2 separate regions of the Anser cygnoides genome follow, and region 1 is linked to region 2. Evidence: chromatin contacts called from public Hi-C data. All regions are on one chromosome and are shown on one strand. Each heading gives the region's core, a stretch centred on a gene start, on an enhancer-like site or on the middle of the called end of the contact. The rest is flanking DNA. Distances are from core to core; before and after follow the strand shown. Region 1 holds the start of LOC106038425 (cell cycle control protein 50C-like). Region 2 holds the start of CMSS1 (cms1 ribosomal small subunit homolog).

Region 1 (5,282 bases), core at 679-3,178, 240 kb after region 2:
CTCCTGTTTGTACAAAAATTGTCAAATGCATTCTAATAATAGTCACATGTTTTCTCAGAGAAGAGATGGATTATAGTACCAACAGCATGAGAGTTGGTAGTTTGATGTACTAATTTTTTTCATCCCATACTAGACGTGGAGGTAAAGTAGTGCCCTTAGAATTGGACAGGAGCATAATGACACATTTCCACTGAAAACCTCACTTTGACACTAATTTCTTTGCATGTTTAAGGTGCTTCATTGCTAAATTGCATTGTAATTATACCAGTCTGTATAATGAAATATGCAGAAAGCAAGAACAGCTGGAAGAACATGTACCTCTTGTCCACTCAAGGAAAAATCCATCGCTTTCTTTTAAGGGTGCAAACTCCTTGCTGTTCCTGTGCTCATCTCATATTCAGTGGAGAATTATGTACATAATGGTATATTCTGAAATATATATGTATTTAAAAAGATAAGAATCCTCCCACATGACAGTCTTCTATGCCATCATATTCACAAAATGGATGGCAACCTGATCCAGTGCTCTTTCAGTTGCTTCAGCATCTCATTCATTAATGCTGTTGGATTTTTTTTGTTTCTTTGTCTCTCATTTCATTTATCCTAAATGGGGGAGAGAAGGAAGTGAAAAGAAACCTCACAAAGAAACCAGAGGTGGAGTGAATGAGTTTATCAGACTCTGTTTTGGTGAGCTTCAGTTACACTGAAGTGTAAAGGTTTAAATAAAAATTGACTGTATACTTTTCAATCTGACCAAAGGACAAGTTTCCCACTTTGAAAACTTTCTGTATAGAGATTGATGACAACACAGAGCAGTCTCAACTCTTCAAATTACTTGTTTGTAAGACTCAAATGGGGTTTTTTAAAACATTTTGTTAAACATTATTTTCTTCCATTTACAAATAAGCACTGAGCAAATGTCAGGTTTCATTAAAGCAAAAGGGTTTGTAAGAAATAGAGAATAGTTAGGCTTTCTGACATCATACATTCCTGTGCACAGAAGGATATAAACCTGAGAGAAACCTCAGAAATAAGTTATTCATAAGTGGGAAGAAGGAACCATAAGGAAACTCTGGAGTTACCACGATAACAGAGAATCTTCTGTTCCTGCTGAAGTGTGTCATTAATATTTACCCTCACATGCATTTGACTTTTATCTTTAGATAAGCAATGAGGCACAACCATGTCTGTTATAAACCAAAGTACTTTTGCATATGGCTTATGTATACCTGACCTTCCTGCTCACTTTCATTCAGGTGTCTCAGCCACAGACAACACTGTGGCTGTTACAGTGCAGTACTTCCCTTGGACTCGTTGATACTGGCTGATAATATGGAAAGTCCCGTAGAAATTTTGCAGCCCAGGGTGGATCTCTGGCTGTGGCATACTTTATCAACTGTGTACAAATTACAGCCTAATCTGTAGCTGTGTTAGATGGGACTGCAGGAGTCATGGTATTTAGCCAAAGCATTATCTTACTTTTGATGCTTTCTTTGATTTTTGTTTTCTTCAGATAAAGAAAGAAACAATTGACCTACTGGAGATGAGTATTATAAAGCTATGCAGAGAAGGGTCTGTGAAGCTGGGACTCTTTTAATGGCTTTACCTACAAGGACGTCGTTTACAGCTGCTTTTTACTTCTATCCTGTCTGCAACTGGCAAGTGATTAACAGTGATCGAATTAGGAATATTGACTTTTCTGAGGTCAATCAATACAGAAAGAATGCACAGTGCAACTTTTTCTGATGTTCCTTTTCTTTTAATAATAAAAACAGAAGTTTTATTTGTGGTTTTAGTATGACTTATTGCCCAAGCAATGTGATACTGAAATTAGTTCGCCTTCACCTACAAAATTTACTATTATATGTCACTTTCAAGACTTGGAAGATGAGCGAACCTAGGTGTGAAAGCCTTTGTACGTGTCAGTTATCTCTTTCTGCTGTCCCAAAGGAAACCTTTACTTCTCTCACTGAAGTGGTAAGCTAGTTCTTGCTTTAGAGGATCTTTGAAAATGTTGTATGAATGTTAGTAATTTGTCAAAAAAGTATTTTTCTCCCATCTGATCTACAGCTGGCTAAATGCTATTTTATGCTGTTACATGATACATTATGTTTAAAATTTCAGTATATTAAATTGAGACTTTATTGTGGTTAAACAGTTGAAATGTGTGAAGAATATTCTACTGTTTGTCCAGTTAAAAGGAGATTATCTCTCACTGGGTAATACTTTTATCATTATGAAAAGTAGGGAATGGGTGCACCTTTTTCACAGAAAGACAAGATGAATAGATGTGGACTGATTGTCAACATCTTGGAAGGCCATATATCCAAATCAGATGGTTTTAGAATTAATTGTCCTATTGTGATAAAGAACACACAGCATTTTTACAGCTTTAAATTGCATCTAGATCAATAGCAATGAATGCAGCAGTAGGTTAAGAAAATTGGTTTTCCAAACCAATATTGTCTGTCTACTACTCTCAGCCCCTCCAGTCCTCCCCAGTGGCATCCAGTGCAACTGGAGTAGATCTTTCATTTTATCCCATGCTTGTTAGCTGGTCAGCAAGTGAAGGGTGAAGAAATAATAAATCTGAGATTACGCAGAAATTCCAGTAGAGTTGGTAGTATCCTTACAAAAGAATAAGACATAAATACAACTGAATTGTGGGGCAGGAAAAAGCATATATTTAAGCTTTTTCAGGCAGCATGATCTGGACGTACTGACCAAAGTACACAAACATCTGATTGGTACAAGCTGATCATGGTGATCCAGACACAAATGTAGAAAAGGAGGAAGAGAGAGATCTAGTTAATAAGTAATTCCTGGCTATAATGCAAGTCTGAACAAACAGCACAGTTTCTCAGCAGTAAAGACAGTATCTCAGCTTAAACACTCTCCAGCACAAGTATATTATTCCTTCCTCTCACTAAGAAGAATATGAAAAACAAGAAGAGTTTTGCTCCACAAGAAGCAGAAGCACGTCCTTCCAGATGTCCGGATAACAGTGCATTCAAACAACAGAGGCTACCGGCGTGGAAGCCCCAGCTTACCATTGCGACTGTGCTCTCCACCTTCTTTCTCACGGGAGCATTTTGCCTTTCTGTGGGAATCTGCCTCATATTGTCTGCAAACAGCGTCAGAGAAATCCAGGTTTGTTTTGAGTGGGGTGTTAGGTGTTCTATTAAGAAGAAATCAATCTATGTTTGGGGGAAAAGAGCTTTGAGTTTGTGCTTCTGGATAAAGAATATAGCAATGGCTTCATGCCTTGGACACATCAAGCAGCCAGTATTTCTGTGAAAATCCTCAGATAGTTGGTCACCAATAAAAGCCAAGTACTGGGTGGTTAACTGAGAAGTAATATCCAAAATATGTGTGGGAACTCTCACCACTGGGTGGTAATATCTGAAATGTTGTCATTATTTTCTCGTTTTTTGAGGGCAAATAAACTAACCCCTTTAATAGTGTTTGGCACTAGAAGATAAATATTTGCTGGGGCAAAATCTTAAAACACAGGAGCCCTGATGTTTAAATGCTGTTTCCTGGAAGCAAAATTGGTTAAACCTGCTGCTGTTAATGGACTGCTGGTTGGAGCTGACTCTCAGCACTACATCCAGGCTGTTCACAGGGGGCGGGCCATAATTCCCATGGGAGTTCATCAAGCATTACTTGGTCAGCCAGGCCAAGCTGCAGAAGTGCTCATCACTCAGCACTTCTTTGCCGAGGAGCAAATGTGGAGGTTCTGCAACAGTCATCAAAAGGCTCTAAAGCAGCTTTAAACTAGGGATGAAATTTGTGAATGTTCCATTGAGGCCAAGTCCTAATTCTCTATATCTCTGTCAATTTTAACAATGTCTTTGGCAATCCCAAATCACTTAGGAGAGAACTGCTCTGGGAGGTCTTGTAGCTAAAACACTAATCTTTTCCTGTGTTCATGTCCTTTTTTGTAATCTCTCTGCTTGTTCACTTCTCTGACAGATTAATTATTCAGACAAATGCTCGGATTGTTCAAAACTTCGTGAAAATTCCTATAATTGGAATATTGAATGCCTCTGTTCTGTTGATTTCAAGCTGAAGGAAGATATGCTGGTAAGTGGATATGAGAAACCAACGCATGTGGCTTAGCACCTCTTGTTGGTTATGCCCCTGCATGATAAAATATGCTAATTTTGCTCTGTAGAGCTCACGACTGAATTTTCTTTTTGCTCTTTATAGACATGAAATACTCTTAATTTTACACGTTTACATTTGCTATTGATTTTGGCACGTGTTGAAAATACTCAAGATCAGGCTGCCTCTGCCCTTGGACAGGAGATCTCCAAGGAGAAGGTGGGGATAGAGGAAATGGTGTTTGACTGTGGAGATCACTTCTCTTTCTGAGTCAGTAGCAAACCCTTGCCCTTACCCGGGGTTAGGTATTTGTGCACAGCTAAGCTCTCAAATGAGAAAGAAATCTGAAACTCTGACCACTTGTCATGAGTCAACCATTGCCCATTACAGTCTTTTTTTCAGGGCTTGTGCTGTTAATATCTAGGGTTCTTGAAACAATTCAAGTCTAGCATTGTCATTCTCCAGTTTCATTTGGGAGAAGTATCATTCATTTTCTGTCCCAAACTGCTGGTTGTGTTGCTGAGGCTGTTAGAATGCCTGATATTCTGCCACAGATGTCTTACACTTAGTACTACATAGATGATCCCTTAAAATTACAGCGGTATTTATATTATAAAGTCACTTTATGGTTCTTCAGTATCAAAGAGGCTGTTAAAGTGCTCTGTGGGTAATGGTTTAGATACAGTAATGTTTGAGATGAGAAGTTTGTTTAACTGAATAAAGTTTTTTGAATACATTACTAAACCTCTTTGTTGCTTATATTTTCCTGCCTAGTATTCTCCTTTTAATTACAGGACTAAATTTTCCAAAGGACTCAGATAATTGAAGAGAGGTAGCCTTAGTTTCCAAAAAAAAATCTGCAGGAATTAAGACTGGTGGCTCCTTTTTTTGTTTGGGCATCTTCCTTTTACAGAAAATGGGTGTCTGTCTCCATTAAATTATTCATACTCATTGCTGGTTCATGGCCAGTCATTACCAGCTTGAGTAAAATAACAATCATGCATTTTCATTTTAGGTTTCATTTAGGGTTTTAAAGTATGTTTAATTTTGTGCCAAAATACAAAAACTTTCAGTTGGGGTAAAGGACAGGTTTTAGCTGTGTCTGCTAAAGTAATTGGTTAGAATATAGTTACCAACACGTAAGTATGAATTGAACTCTCTACTTCCCTCATTTT
Region 2 (4,721 bases), core at 2,093-4,592:
GTGGAGTTTAGCTGCCCAGCAGGGTAATGCTCATTTGTTATTAGGAAATACAGATCCCTTTGATGTGTTTCTTCCAAGTCAAAACACATTTTTGGAAGAAAATGCTTCAAAAGTGTATAGCTTCCGTTTGTGATGGGCACACTTCTAATAATAATTTATTATTTTCGCAACACAACAGGTGTTTTCTACATGTACCAAATTCATCATCTAAAATGAATTTATCACACCAAAATACAATGACAATCTTTTTTCCATATACACTTAATATGCTACCACACATCTGCCTGTTGAAGGTCTTACTGGTTGGACTAAAATAGGGTTAAACTGCTTCCCGTATACAGACCACTAATCCGATGCCCTGACACTTGAAAAGATTATTTGACTACTCACTCTCACATTCCTTAGGTCACACACTCACTGTAGCTGCTAGTGACACACACTATCTAGTAGGCCACTGCTGTTTCCAGTGTAAGCAGTAGTATTTAGGCATGCATTTGCTAAACAACTTCACACATCAATCCTGTTTTCCTTAAATCAGAAGCAAGGCTACTACTGGATGAACTTTTTTTTTTTTTAAAATGATGCCATCTTGCCAGGAGGACCGTCATCAGCTTCAGTTTCTACAAATCTGTTGTGTCCTAGAATATCAAACACATTCAGCCCGCAAGTTTGCCTGCTATGAATATCATAAATATATGGAAAGAGAAAGGCACACATATAGCAATGCTGTTGTCACAACTACAAGGACTGACTGCAGGTATCAATGTCAGTAGCAGACTGGACGAATTTATTCTAATGCTTTTTTCCCTCAGAAATATACTTCCTATAACCTAGTTACTCTGATTCCTACCTTTCATTTATGGTCCTCTTTACTGGAAAGAAAACCTCAACAAGAGCTATATTACATCGAAAGTAATAAAGACTGTCTGTTCTCTATTGAAAACAAACAAAAAACAGTCCCTCACATTTAAGATCAAAATATCCATTGTAGCCAAAACACTACTGAATATACTTTTATTTTAAATAGAATTTTAGAGGAAAACTAACTCCCTGATATTTTTACTTCTGTATTTTTTTCTCAGGTTTATTAATTTCACACTTAACTAAAAAGAGCTCTTGCTCTGTGCGCTTTCAGAAGAAATATGATGGTTCCGAGCACTAATAAGCCAGATTCTGAGCATGGAAAGTCACACATGCACTAGATTTGTCATGTTGCTGTCTGAAACAATTTTGAGCGTATTTTGGGCTCCACACAATGAATAATTGCAATGTAAAGTTAAATGCAAAGGAAGAATTCCATCTATGGTTAGAGGTATATTTAGTTAGGTCATGTCTTAACTGCATTCTCAGCTTTAGGCACAGATAAGCCTTCCAGCATCAAATACAATACTGCCGGGAATTAACTAAAATTAATTTTGAGAACATGCTAAATAGCTAAAAAGAAGTAGTTAACAAGCAAGGTCTAACAGACTTTTCTCATTTTTAAATCAAAACTGTTGCTATCGAACTTCTTGCGCTCACTGATGAAAGCTGACAATGACATCTTTCAATAACTACACAAAAAGGTTTTTTTTCAATTGCATTGCGTAGTGGCAATTTTCTGGTTTCTGTTCAGGAAAACAAAACAGTCAGTATGAGTGTTTAACTCATCATTAGTTTGTGTCCGCCCTCCTCTCCCAAATTACTAAAACCAGTATTGCATGTCGGAGTGACACAAGAAAAAGAAGGGTGTTTTAAGCCAATAAGCATGTCCAGATTCAAGGTGCTGTCACAGTCTCTGAAGACAGGACTACATCTGCCTTGGAATCCCTCTGTGGAACTGAATATAGGACAAGGAATCAGAGCTGCCCTTTTTGGTCTCAAGAGTTCAGGTGGACATACACATCATTTTATGTTTCAGTTGGTTTTTTTTTTTAAACATGAAATGTTAGTGCAGAACGCTATATACTTCAATACTATGATAACGTAGCAATTTATACAAAAAAAATCCAAATGATGTATATTATACTTTAAAAAACATTTTCTATTCCAATGGCACCCAGCCATACACACACAAGACAGCAGTTTAAATCAATCAATAAAAATTCACTTAAGCTGGCTTTTAAAGAATAAGCAGAAACAAGAAGCTTCTTGTGAAGTTTCTAAACAAGCAATAAGGAATACAACTTTCCATTTTATTCACCAGATACAGCTCCAACAACAAGATTTATTCTGGCATCCTGAAGTAGCCTTTAAGCGCAAACCTCCGGAACAGTTTCCGTAAGTTCTTAGAACATCTTTTATTTTCCTATTTTCTAATGAATGCCTTGGAGTTTGCCTTTATGAGCAGAATCAGCATTCATCCCCAAGAGCTGCGTTTGCAGAACCAGCACAGACAAAGCACAGATACCAGCTACATCTGCATGCATATCAATCGTGTGTTATTTCCCCACAGTGAGACAACACAGCACAAAGAAGGCTGGGCATACTTAGCATAAAACTTTGAATCCTCCGCGTAACAGCACAGAAACAAAAGCATCAGTTTGGAAACAACTGTAAGAAGCAGGTCCGTAATTAAGTGCTGGGAAAGTGCCTATGTGGAGGGGACAAAGAGCAAGGCAGTGGCAGAGAGAACCGCTGAAGGAAATCGCATGCAATGAAGAAATGCAAGAAGTGGAGATACACAAGAGTGGACACGTAGGGCTTCACTGTTTAAACCCCGTGTTTACTTTAGCCTCGGAAACCTTAAGTGACCGAGCATGCATCCAACACTGAAGTCCCGCCGCTGCTACCATCGGAATGCTGCTACACGGCTCCACAGTCTCTACTGGGGTCCTAGGGATTCAACGCAAACCCATCCTAAGCCCCAGCCGCGCTGGAGGAGGCAGACGGGCCGAATCACCCTGCCAGCAGCCCAGGACCTCCCGCCGCCCCCTCCCAGGCCCCCTGCTCCCTACCCAAGCCCGTTTTGCCCCCATCAGCCCCGCTCCGCCGCAGCCCGGGAGGGCCTCGCCCTCGGTTTGATGGCTTCGCTTCCTCCTGCGGCCCCGCCAAGCCGCCGAGGGCCGGGGGAGCCGGGCGTGCTGAGAGCCCCGGTGCCGGGCATGGGGGGCACGGGGCCGTTTGGCCCTGCCCGGAGCGGGAGGAGGACTGGGAGCGGCGCCCCCCCCCCCCCCCCAACTCACCAGCAGCCCGGCGGCGGCGCCTCTTCCCCTTCCGCCATCGCTGTCGGCGTGCCGGGCCGCCCCGCGCGGCCGTACAGCGCGCCCGGCTGCCGTGACTGCCTGCCTTCCCCTCCCGCTGCCAGCCCCGCTGTCGCGAAGTGAGGGCGCCGGCTGTAAAGCGCGGAAACCGGGCAAAGCTCCTCCTCCCCCCCCCTCCTCCTCTAGGGGAGCAGCGCAGGCGCGACCGCGCTCCCGCGTGGCGGTACCATCATCTTCATCACCTTCATCATCTTCTTCATCGGCATGGGGGACGCGCTGGAGGAGCCGTGGTGGGAGGCTGGGGCCCGCAGCAGCCCAGGTACGCCGCAGCAGGGTTGGGGCAGCCCCTGCCCGCGCCCCCCGCCTCTCCCTCCTCGGCTTGTAGCGCCCTGCTCCCGGTTTTCCCCTCTCGCGGGTGTATTTTTTAATGTTTATTTTCCCGTTCTCTTTTATGCTTCTTCCCCACGGGGATTTTCTGGTGACCTCCGCAGCTGGGCATGCCTGAGCTCTGGCCCGTCAGAGCCGGGGCAGTCAGGGGGAGAAACGGCAGCAGCGAATATAAGCACTTGGGGAACTGCAGGAATTCGCCCCAAAAAGTGGATTTAAACAGACTTAAAACAGAGCCTCCTGTGGAGGGAGCTGCTTGCTCCAGGAGCCTCTTGCTGTGGGTTCGGGGGCTAGCAGCGCACTGCAAGTATTTAGGCTCTGAACTGTGTTTTATTCCAAAATGAGAGCATTTGATGTTGCTTAATGTGTGCTGGTATGCATAAGGGAGGTTAGTTATAGTTCTGAAAGACTTTGGAAGTAGTAAACCTGTGTAGAGCCTGTGGAGGGAAAATACGTGTGGTACTTGAAGAGGGAGCATCACCCACGTGTTGGCTGGGGCATCTCCTATCCCCCTTGCCATATCTTACTGCAAAAGGGCACTTATTTTCTCTAGTGATTTGTCTTTGGAGTATGCTATTAGGGTTGATTTGTCTATTTTCTTGACGATAAATATCTGTCTCTTACGCCCGGCATCTTAAATCAGTGGATCTTGTAGTGCTTTACAGAAAAGATATACAATACCCAAGTTCTCTTTTTTCGTTGCATTCATAATGTGGAGATGTATTGTGGAAATCTAGGTAGGTCGAGGCAACTAAAAATTATTATAAGAATATTAGTAGGAGCTGAAGATATCTGTAGCTCTGGATAGACTCCAGGTACTAAACCTTCCAGTGTCTTGATTTCCTAGGTCACCAACTTCCTGTGAAAAGGTACTTGGAGTATATTTTAAGAGAAGTAACGTGTGTATATAAAATAAAGAGGGGTCACAAGCCCCTTGAGGCTGCTGAGCATTCCGTTTTTATTCTTAGTCTCATGTATGTTCCTTAAGCAGTTCCTGTTCCCATGGTAAATGCTGTAAGGGATTTAGGACTCTGGAATGGAAAAGCTCCCAAAGGGCCTATTTGATCATTCTGCCAACCAGAGGTTATCTTTGTGGTGGCTGGTAAACTGATTTTTTTATTATTATTATTTATTGTTGACAGCTTTCCTTTA

Evidence for each region. A called contact is a pair of places that touch in the nucleus more often than the background predicts.
Region 1: a Hi-C map of liver shows a contact between it and region 2, with 2.0 times the contacts expected there. The contact joins the promoter of LOC106038425 here to the promoter of CMSS1 in region 2. A contact is called at or near these places in 5 of 7 Hi-C or Micro-C datasets (fetal liver, granulosa cells and liver).

What each region holds. Positions count from the first base shown.
Region 1 is chr1:95,228,234-95,233,515 of Taihu_goose_T2T_genome, forward strand. It overlaps LOC106038425 (cell cycle control protein 50C-like), which reads left to right and starts at 1,929. Exons shown (of 12, transcript XR_010828599.1): 1 at 1,929-3,150; 2 at 3,976-4,086. CMSS1 (cms1 ribosomal small subunit homolog) reads left to right here. Exons shown (of 10, transcript XM_013184994.3): 10 at 1,514-1,783. The coding sequence ends at 1,597.
Region 2 is chr1:94,987,210-94,991,930 of Taihu_goose_T2T_genome, forward strand. It overlaps CMSS1 (cms1 ribosomal small subunit homolog), which reads left to right and starts at 3,343. Exons shown (of 10, transcript XM_013184994.3): 1 at 3,343-3,501. The coding sequence starts at 3,447. It overlaps TBC1D23 (TBC1 domain family member 23), which reads right to left and starts at 3,316. Exons shown (of 18, transcript XM_048058155.2): 1 at 3,165-3,316. The coding sequence starts at 3,202.